Linked DNA regions of Hordeum vulgare: region 1 is linked to region 2. A link is a contact called in public Hi-C data. All regions are on one chromosome and are shown on one strand. Each heading gives the region's core, a stretch centred on a gene start, on an enhancer-like site or on the middle of the called end of the contact. The rest is flanking DNA. Distances are from core to core; before and after follow the strand shown.

What was found. A called contact is a pair of places that touch in the nucleus more often than the background predicts.
Region 1: a contact with region 2 is called in a Hi-C map of leaf, with 3 times the contacts expected there. The contact joins the promoter of LOC123444478 here to the promoter of LOC123444474 in region 2. A contact is called at or near these places in 3 of 6 Hi-C or Micro-C datasets (leaf and seedling) and 1 of 1 datasets of contacts at active chromatin or transcription factors (embryo).

The regions. Positions count from the first base shown.
Region 1 is chr3H:498,115,669-498,120,850 of MorexV3_pseudomolecules_assembly, reverse strand. It overlaps LOC123444478, which reads left to right and starts at 2,654. Exons shown (of 8, transcript XM_045121198.1): 1 at 2,654-2,814; 2 at 2,907-2,989; 3 at 3,083-3,121; 4 at 3,220-3,272; 5 at 3,374-3,437; 6 at 3,554-3,596; 7 at 3,682-3,729. The coding sequence starts at 2,734. LOC123444477 (RHOMBOID-like protein 12, mitochondrial) reads right to left here and starts at 2,481. Exons shown (of 8, transcript XM_045121197.1): 1 at 1,999-2,481; 2 at 1,799-1,913; 3 at 1,597-1,716. The coding sequence starts at 2,354.
Region 2 is chr3H:497,495,779-497,500,532 of MorexV3_pseudomolecules_assembly, reverse strand. LOC123444474 (triacylglycerol lipase SDP1-like) reads left to right here and starts at 2,354. Exons shown (of 5, transcript XM_045121193.1): 1 at 2,354-2,549; 2 at 2,724-3,416; 3 at 3,711-4,574. The coding sequence starts at 2,868.

The sequences.
Region 1 (5,182 bases), core at 1,405-3,904, 620 kb before region 2:
TGAAGGGCAAGCTCAATTGTTAGTTAGTACAAACAAGGTTCTCTACTTGTTCACTAGCAGTCTGTTTGATCTTTGGACTTGAAAAACTAAGAGCCACATGTTGTGTAGAGTGATGAAGCAATACAAGTAATATAATCATTCTGATTGTTTTCTATATATGCTTTTGCGAATTTACTGATTTGAATTTGCAATTGTAGGTACAATCCATATGTTCAGGCCGGAAGCATGATAAATCAGCGCTGTCACATCTTGATTTGAGTGATTTCATGCTCAATCTACTTATATTTAATGCATTCTAAGTGCAAAGTAATTTCAATATATTCTTGCAGGCTGGGTTCATTTTGATGGGTGGGAGATTCATGTCATTACTGGCTGATTATTGTGATTATTTCATCATAAATCTGCACTATGCTTTATCGGGGCATACTTCTGCTAATGTTGCAGAAGCGGTTTGTTATTCAGAACATACCGCTGTCAAACGTATCACTAAACACATATGTTCCATTGCAATTTTTGATATTTACACGATTGTCTTTGTTTCTTTTATAGATTTTGTTGGAGCAAAATATTAGTTTCTTATGCATTCAAACAGTAATAATCATCAGGGGCAACAAAATTTACAAGAACGGGCAACTGGATGGTGACTATCTCCACACATAGATCTTCCATTTGACACTGCATAACATATTATGACGTCAGAAGAACAATCTTCTGTGACGCCCGCAAAACGAACGTGGTCTACATCGATGAGTACTATGATGGCTCCGACAAACAGCTGCTCAAGCAGACGATGATGAAGGCAAGTGTTGGCTTAACCGGGGTACTGGAGGGCTATTAAAGTTATAAGAGTAGTTTGTAATACATTTTCTATGCCATCGGGTTGCATCTTCATAGATCTTCTTTCGTGTGCTAACTACCTCTGGACTAATTATAAATGAGTGGTCCTCATTATCTCTACAATCAGTTTAAATTGATCAGTAATGCATTTTTACTGGTCCTGTAACAAATGAAAAGTGTGGCCACCTACCTGGCATCGCACATGCATGTCTCAAAAAAAATGTAGCGACACTTTCATTCCCTGTTTCGGCAAGTGTAGACGAGGAAAATTGGCACTCATTTGGACTATATAAACACATTAACAACTACATCAACAAGATTAGTACGCACAGTCACGCCTAAGAGGCGCGCCAAGGGCGCGCCCCTGCCACTAGTTCGTTTCAAAGTCGCTAGCCCCTGCAGGCATGCGGCTTGGCAACTAGTATTCTACAACAGAAGGGTGCAGTGCGAAAAAGCATTTTACTAACCATACATTATTGTGACTATTCCTTGGTCATGTCTCAGTTTTAACTTCTTAAGATGATATTGATCTGAAAAGAACATAGATAAGCTAATGTCACATGGTTGGGGAAGTAAATAGTGTATTATACACCTTTTACATTGTATGTTCAGGAAGTGTAGGTGACCATGTTTGATGTTTTTACCACAAGGTGGTGCACTCAGGGGAAACTAGGTATGTATGCATGTATGTGCACTGTACTTATCACATATAAAGCATGTTTCCGCAATGCAATAATAGACAAAGAGTAAACTTCTTACGCTTGAACCGAAGAAGTAGAGACACATCATATTGCTGAAGAGGTGACCTGGGACAAACTGGCTGAAGGCACTCGTGAGCAATGTGTGCAACCGCCCACTCTTGACATTGTCCAGCGAAACCTGCACATTGCAACATTCATCAAATTACACTTCAACAACCACTTGTGAAATCAAAGCAAGGCCCCTTCGATTGATCGCTTACCGTGAAATGTTCCTTCATGAAAATCGGATCGACCATGTGCCAGAGCATGTAGACGGCCACATTCGCGCCCATAAGCATCAACACCATCCCGTCCGCTGATGGTAGCCAGCGCCCCCTTCAGGAGACACGGAAATCAAAATGACCAAACAACCCAAAACTTTCCCCATGTAATAAAGTCGTACCACCAGCCAAAACCTCACCAGGGTACGCGGCGGGGGAAGGTTGAGGACGAAGAGAGCCAGTCCGAGGACCTCCTCCGCTGCAGCGAGAAGAGCTCGAGCGACCCGGCGGCGCGCGCGGTCAGCCACCGCTTGGTGGCGGCCCGGGCGGCCGCCGCGACGGCCGCTGCGCTCACCGGTAGGAGCGTCCCGCCGCTGCCTGGGCTGCGCCAGAGGGAGTGGGACAGCGGGGAGCGGGAGGCGGCTGCTGGCGTGGAGGGGCAGTGGAGGGGGCGCATGAGGGGGTTGGCTAGGGGTCTGGGTTTTGGGATGGCGCTGCGTAGGGCTTGCTGCGCGAGGAGGGTCTGGAACTGCGGCAGCCTCCTCCGCATCGCCATTTCTGCTTCCACCAAGACACGGGTTGGCTGCCTGCCTGCCTGCCTGCCTGCCTCCGCCGCCGACTCCCCGACCTCGGGCGGTAGCCACCGGTACGGTTTTGATTCCCTTCCGATCTCCGACTATGGGGGCAGTGGGGTCGACCGGCAGTCAATATCACAGTCTGGAACAAATGGGCCGTGAGACTATTGGGCCCATGTTTTCCGGAGCCCAAGTTCGAATTTTATCTCTCTCGCTCCAGGGCCTGGGCCGACGCCCATTAGACATAGTTGTTGGATCCAACACGGACGGTTATACAGGTAGCAGTGCGCCGCGCAGCCGCCGCAGCGAGGTTTTAGGGGTAAGCAGAGAGGACTCCCGGCGGCGGCGCGAGGCGGAGAGATGTCGAAGCGAACTGGTCCCCCGAAGCACCAGAACAGCTACGCATGGAAGCCCAACCTCGGCCGGAAGATCAACGAGACCGTAAGCCGGCGACCCGCCTCCCTCCCTTGCCCGTCTTTTTTTTCCGTTCTTGTGGGGCCTAACCGCCGCAATCATCGCCGCTGCTCGCGCAGGAGCCCGGGGGCAGGTTCCGGCCTCTGTCGGAGATCACCGGCGTCTGCCAGCGCTGCCGGGACCAAATCGACTGGAAGCGCAAGTACGGGGCTCTCCCCCCTTTGTTATATACATTCATTAGGTCGTTGGTTTACTTGTGTTCCTCGGTCCGATCTGTTCGTCTCATCTTTTGCAGATACGGCAAGTACAAGCCGATTGTCGAGCCTACAAAATGGTAGCTTTCTTGCCCGCTTGGTTGCGGCATAGTATTTGGGAACCGTTGTTAGAGGGGGATTGTGATGGATGCTTATGGTTTTCTTTTTATTTTTGCAGCCAGAAGTGCAGTAAACGAAACGTCCGGCAGGCGTACCACAACGTCTGTACAGGTTAATTCCGGCTGCTCAGTGATATGTCCTGTTTCGGTGGTGCTGGTGTACCATTTGATTGTTGCTGATATATGTCTATGTGTGGTCTCTGTTTAATGCAGGTTGCTCCAAGGAGCTTGGGATTTGTGCCAAGTGCTGCACCTCTGTTAAGCAGCTTGTTGGAAGGTGATTCCCCGCTATTTCATTTTGTTGCTACACTAGTACTGGCTACACCGTAACTGGAATTTGAACTGTGTTTTATTGTATTTTACGTATTGTAATGATTCTGTGTCATCCTGTAGGGATGCTGAGGAAGAAGACAGTGAGCGCAAAGCACTAGAGGAGGTTTGATTCTTCTATAATGGAGGAGGATTGTTGTGAACCTTGAGAAATCCATTTGTTTTGTGCTGACCAGTGAATTATTTTATAGGCCATCAGATATGCTAGGGAGAGGGAGCGAAGGACACTGATTCGCCTTGTGAGCACTTGCTATTTAATTTTTCTTGCTGGATAAGTTTATTTTCAATGCACTTGCGCTTCTTTCTATGCTCTCCTTGATGCTGGTTCTAAGCTGACCTAATAAGCCCATAAGTTTGAATCTGAATAAAGGAACAAGTCCATTTTGACCCCCTCTACTCTTCTTGAGATTTAGACAAGAGGAAAACTTGAGGAGTATAAAACAGACTTTCCTTAATCCACCTCTTGAAATCAATAGAAGGCCCCACCTCTCAATTTTGAGCCTAGCACATTCTAAATTTTCCTTTTCAATCTATGTTAATCCGAGTACGACTCCTCGGATCTTTAGCTTGAATAGTCGTGTTTAACATAAGTACATAACTAGTTCTTTCTTCCTAAAAGATGAATTCCATTCATTCATTGTGCCTGTTAAAATAACTTAAATATATTGCACTTAAATTTGCACCTCCTATATTATAGCATGTTACATGCCACTGTATCATCACTCAGATGGTCAAATAGGGAAGTTGAATTTCCAGAGGGGCTTCAGTTATATAAATTGTGTGCATGATGAAACTCTGTTCACATAAATTTAGCACAAACCCTATCGCAAAGAAATCAAAACAAACAGGTTTGTTCATAGTTATACTAAATTCACTCATCACATGAGCAAAACCTCAAGTATTCCTCATATGCCCTTGATCTGCCTTTTTATATCTTTTTTTATTTGAGATGCATTGTGATATTGGTCAAGTGACATTATTGGCATTCTTAGATTAGGAATAGGTGTTTTGTCATGGTAGTGCTATCTCAACTAAATGAAAATGCACACCATGTCTTCTTGTTCTGAATGTTACGTTATGTACATGATTTTGTTGGTTTCCAAGGTATAGCATGAGAACATGAAATGAAGCATGTGATATTCCAGTTTTTTTTGGACCATTCAGTGTCAACTCTTCACATAAATCTTTTTTAGGTTTAATCTGTTGGTTTTTAAAAACTTGAAACTTCATTAACAAATAGCTGCAGTTGCCCTGTAAATGCATATAGTTAGGCTCTTTTACATTGTAGGAACTTCTGATGAGAGCTTGGCCTCATGGAAAAACTGTTTGTAACTCCTGCAAAATCACATATGCTCCCTCCATAAAGAAATATAAGAACATTTAGATCACCAAAGTAGTGATCTAAACACTCTTATATTTCTTTACAGAGGGAGTAGCATTCTTGAGGGTCATTCTTACACATTCATGTGTTACTGTTTCTGTTAGATCAACAAGCGATGACATCCCAATCCCACAATGTTCTTATGCCTATTTTTTAGAATTTGCATCCCAGTTAGGCCCTTAAGGTTTATAAACACATTTCAGGAATTATCTATATGCAACTTATTATTACCGAACATGGAAATATAAAGATCTGGATGAAGTTCAAAGTTCCAGGAGTCTCTTAAAAACAATGACTGGTAAATTATCTGT
Region 2 (4,754 bases), core at 1,105-3,604:
TCGACCGTCAGCGCGGTGTGGACACCGCGTGGCACCGCTTCAGCTCGTCGTCTGAGGCCATAGCCGGCTATTTAAGCCTCTCGCCGTCCCCCAGCCCTAGCACATCCACCTCCTTCCTCCCTCCGCAACCACGTGAGCCCATCCACCTCCTCTTCCCCACTCTCGGACGTCGGTATGGTCCGTCGTAGGATCACCTCCTACACTATGCTCATGCTAGAGCCCTGGATGCAGATTGAGGCGGAGATCCAGGCCTAGCGCGCCGCCCGCATTGTTGCGGGTCTCTCTCCGGACTCACCGGGGACGGAGGAGGAGGAGGAGGAGGAAGCAGATGAGGAGTTGTCAGACGCGATGGAGGAGGATGAGCCGGAGATCCATGCTCCGAGCTTGAAAATGGCGGAGGCGGAGGCGGAGTTCGCCGTCTCCCAAGCCGAGGAGATGGTGGAGCAACACCCATCATGGATTCCATTCGAAATGAGGCCGAGGTGGAGACCAACCGCTGGCACATCCGACAGAGACAGGCAGAGGCTGACACCCTCTTCGACAAGTTCGACGAGGAGATATCAGCGGAGGAAGCCGCAGCGGAACAGGCAGAGGCACGAGAGGGGGCTGCAGCGGAGCAGACGGAGGGGTGGAGCTGCAGCCGCCCACTTTTATTCGCCGGAGGGCACGGAGTTCGTCGAAATCTCCGACAAAAGTAGTTATTAGTTTGTACGTAGTACATAGGTTTTATGTTTGCATGCTTTTGTACAAATATGAGAATTTAGTATGAGATGTCTGTTTGCAGCAGTGTTTATTTAAAGCGTGTCCGGTCACTACCCACGGACGGGCATGTGTGCGGACATTTAAGAGGTCAATTTTGCAACTTATGCTTTTACTGTATATTTCCTTCTTGGATGACGTTTCTTTGTGCAAATGCTAATGTTGGACAGTCTTTGGGTTTTATCAAGTCAATATATACGTAACTTATACTATGTTACTTATGATACACTTCCTCTGTATCTAACTACTTGTAACTGAAGTGAACTAGTCTAGTTCTTTCTAATTACAAGTATTTAGGTAGGAAAAAAATAAATGAGACACGTATTATCATTAAAAAAAATAAACCTGAAGTTTTGAATAGGAGTAGTAGAAGAAGTATTCAGAAAAAGTTAAAAAGTGCATCTATGTAATACTATCACCGTTGCAGTTTCAGAAATAAGAGTGCGGCGTTGCAGAGGCCGGGCTCCAGTGAGCCCGGTATTTCAAAAAAAAAGTAATGTATATTTAAAAGCTTTGAAATATACCAATTTTTGTATACAAATACATATACATGGTAGTTTAGTATGTAAAAAGTTTCATCAAGTAATTTGGCTTTTTGCATTCTACACAAAAAAGATAAAAATCTGGCCCAAATACAACAAAAATAAGGCCCATTTTAATCGGTATATTTGTCTTTTTTTATACGCTACATAAAAACATAAACATTAGTGAAAATTTATACACGCATATTATAAATACGTATCTATGTATATGCTTTTTCAGATTTTTTTAGTATGTGAAAATGGTACTTTGGTAAAAACAAAATACCGGGCTCACTGGAGCCCGGGTGCCGCTCTGCTTTTTCGCGGAAATGAGCCATATTTCGGTCATAGCCCGGGTGCCGCACTTTTATTCGCCGGAGGGCACGAAGATCGTCGAAATCTCCGACAAAAGTAGTTATTAGTTTGTCCGTAGTACATACGTCTTACGTTTGCATGTTTTTGTATGGATTTGAGAATCTAGTATGAGATGTGTGGTTGCAGCAGTGTTTATTTAAGACGTGTCCGGTCATTCCTCGCGGACGGACGCGTCTGCGGACATTTAAGTGGTCAATTTTACAAGTTCCGGCTGTAAATGCTCTTACTGTATCTTTCCTTCTTGGCTCACGTTTCTATGTGCAAATGCTAATGTTCGACAGTATTTGGGTTTTATCAAGTCAATGTATACGTAATTTATAGTACTATGTTACTTAGGATACACTTTCTCTGTAGTTATCTCCAGCACAAGTATTTAGGTACGAAAAAAGTAAGTGAGACACGTATTATCATTAAAAAAATAAATCCTAAAGTTTTGAATAGGAGTAATAGAAGAAGTATTCAGAAAAAGAAAAAAAGTGCATCTACGTAATACTATCACCGTTGCAGTTCCGGAAATGAGCCCTATTTCGGTCACACGAAGATGGCAGCTACGTTGACCCAAAGCTACAGAATCCACGGTGAAAACGAACGACACCCCCACGTGGAGAAGCCGGGGCAACGTATATAGAGAGAGGGCGCGCGCGGCGCGACCGAGCAAACTCCACCGCTCGTCGCTCCAAAGTCCAAACCGGCACACCGACCGAGGGGGAGCCACCGCCCGTCGCCATCCACGTCCGCCATATCCAGATCGGCGCACGTCACGCGGTCCCGCTCCCCTCTCCCCATCCTCGATCCACCACGGCGAGGAGTCAAGCTGCCAGCGTCGGCGCGGGAGACGATAAACACAACGCGAAGCGAGGCGGCGGCCTCCCTCTGTCGCAGTTAGTTTGGCTTGTACGTCGCGTTCCCCTTCCACCCTTATCTCCTTCTCCGGCTGACCGGGACGCCGCATTTGTCCCATCCACGGCACGGCACGGCACGGGCACGGGAGGGAGAAGAAGAAGCCCAGCTCGACTCCTCCTCCGCCTCCTCCTTTCCTCTGATCCCCTCCGTTTGCCCATTCCCCAGATCCCAGCACGCCATGCCCGGGCGCGCAGGCGCCAAGCCGCACCGCGCGCATTTCTCTTCCGCCCTGCTCCGATCCAAGGCCGCGGAGGTGACCCAGTGAGCTCTCCCGCCACGCCCGTCCGTCCGCCGGTTCATCGGTCGCCCATGGACGTCATCACCAACGAGGCGCGCGTGGGGGCGTTCGCGATCGGCCCGTCCACGGCGGCGGGCCGGGCGCTCGCGCTGCGCGTGCTCCTCTGCGGCTCCCTGGCGCGGCTGCGGCACCGCCTCGCCGCCGCGCTGCGCGCCGCGGCGCCCCTGGCGGCGGCCTGGCTGCACCCGCGCCACAACACGCGGGGGATCCTGCTGGCCGTCTGCGCCGTCGCGCTCCTGCTGCGCGGCCGCGGGGGCCGCGCCGGGGTGCGCGCGCGCGTGCAGTCCGCCTACCGCCGCAAGTTCTGGCGCAACATGATGCGCGCCGCGCTCACCTACGAGGAGTGGGCGCACGCCGCGCGGATGCTCGAGCGAGAGACGCCGCGCCGCGCCACCGACGCCGACCTCTACGACGAGGAGCTCGTGCGCAACAAGCTCCGCGAGCTCAGGCACCGTCGCCAGGAGGGCTCGCTCAGGGACATCGTCTTCTGCATGCGCGCCGACCTGCTCAGGAACCTTGGTAACATGTGCAACCCCGAGCTCCACAAGTTGAGGCTGCAGGTACTGCGCTGCCCATCTGCCCAGAATTTTCGATGCCACCTGATCCTTGCTTTCGCTTTGATCATAGTACTGTTTGTTGCCGGAGTATTGGAATTGTTTCCCCTTTCTCGACTCAAGGACTCGAAATTTGCATCGTTGGTAGTTCCAGTTGGGTAAAACTTTAACTTGGTCCATGTATCAAGTTAATCTTGAATAATAAGCCTGTTTGGTTTTTTCAGACGATTCGTTCGCATTATGTCAGTATGTGTACACATTTGAGTGTCACTGAAATGTTTATTGTTAATGATCTGCCAGGTGCCTAAACTCATCAAGGAATACATTGAGGAGGTATCTACTCAACTGAAAATGGTTTGCAATTCTGATTCAGACGAGTTACCTCTCGAGGAGAAACTGGCATTTATGCATGAGACAAGGCATGCCTTTGGTAGATCTGCCTTACTGCTAAGTGGAGGAGCTTCATTTGGGTCTTTCCATGTAGGTGTTGTGAAAACCTTGGTAGAGCATAAGCTTCTACCTAGGATTATTTCAGGATCAAGCGTTGGCGCAATAATGTGTGCTATTGTCGCCACAAGGTCATGGCCAGAACTGGAGAGTTTTTTTGAGGAGTGGCATTCCTTGAAATTCTTTGACCAAATGGGTGGGATCTTTCCTGTATTTAAAAGAATTTTGACGCATGGGGCTGTTCATGACATTAGGCACTTGCAGACGCAATTGAGAAATCTTACAAGCAACTTAACATTTCAAGAGGCATATGACATGACTGGCCGGGTTCTCGTTGTTACCGTGTGTTCTCCAAGAAAACATGAGCCACCTCGATGCCTGAACTATTTGACGTCACCTCACGTTCTCATCTGGAGTGCGGTAACTGCTTCCTGTGCTTTCCCTGGACTTTTTGAGGCCCAGGAGTTGATGGCCAAAGATAGATTCGGAGAAACAGTTCCTTTTCATGCTCCATTCTTGTTGGGCGTGGAGGAACGAGCTGATGCTGCTACACGGCGATGGAGAGATGGGAGCTTAGAAAGTGATTTGCCCATGAAGCAGTTGAAGGAATTATTCAACGTAAATCACTTCATAGTAAGCCAAGCCAATCCTCACATTGCTCCATTACTGAGACTAAAGGAGATCATCAGGGCTTATGGAGGCAGCTTTGCTGCAAAGGTACGTGAAATGCTTTCTCCATAGTCTTTATTTCTATTATTTGCTTTGTCTCTGTTGGAATTCAGAGCAATTTTCATGTGACCATGCTTCCCATTCATGCGAACATAAGGATGTTTCATTTGGTTATATTTCTTTCTGATAATACCTTTCATTATCAGTAATGTGTGTCGTTTGATGGAT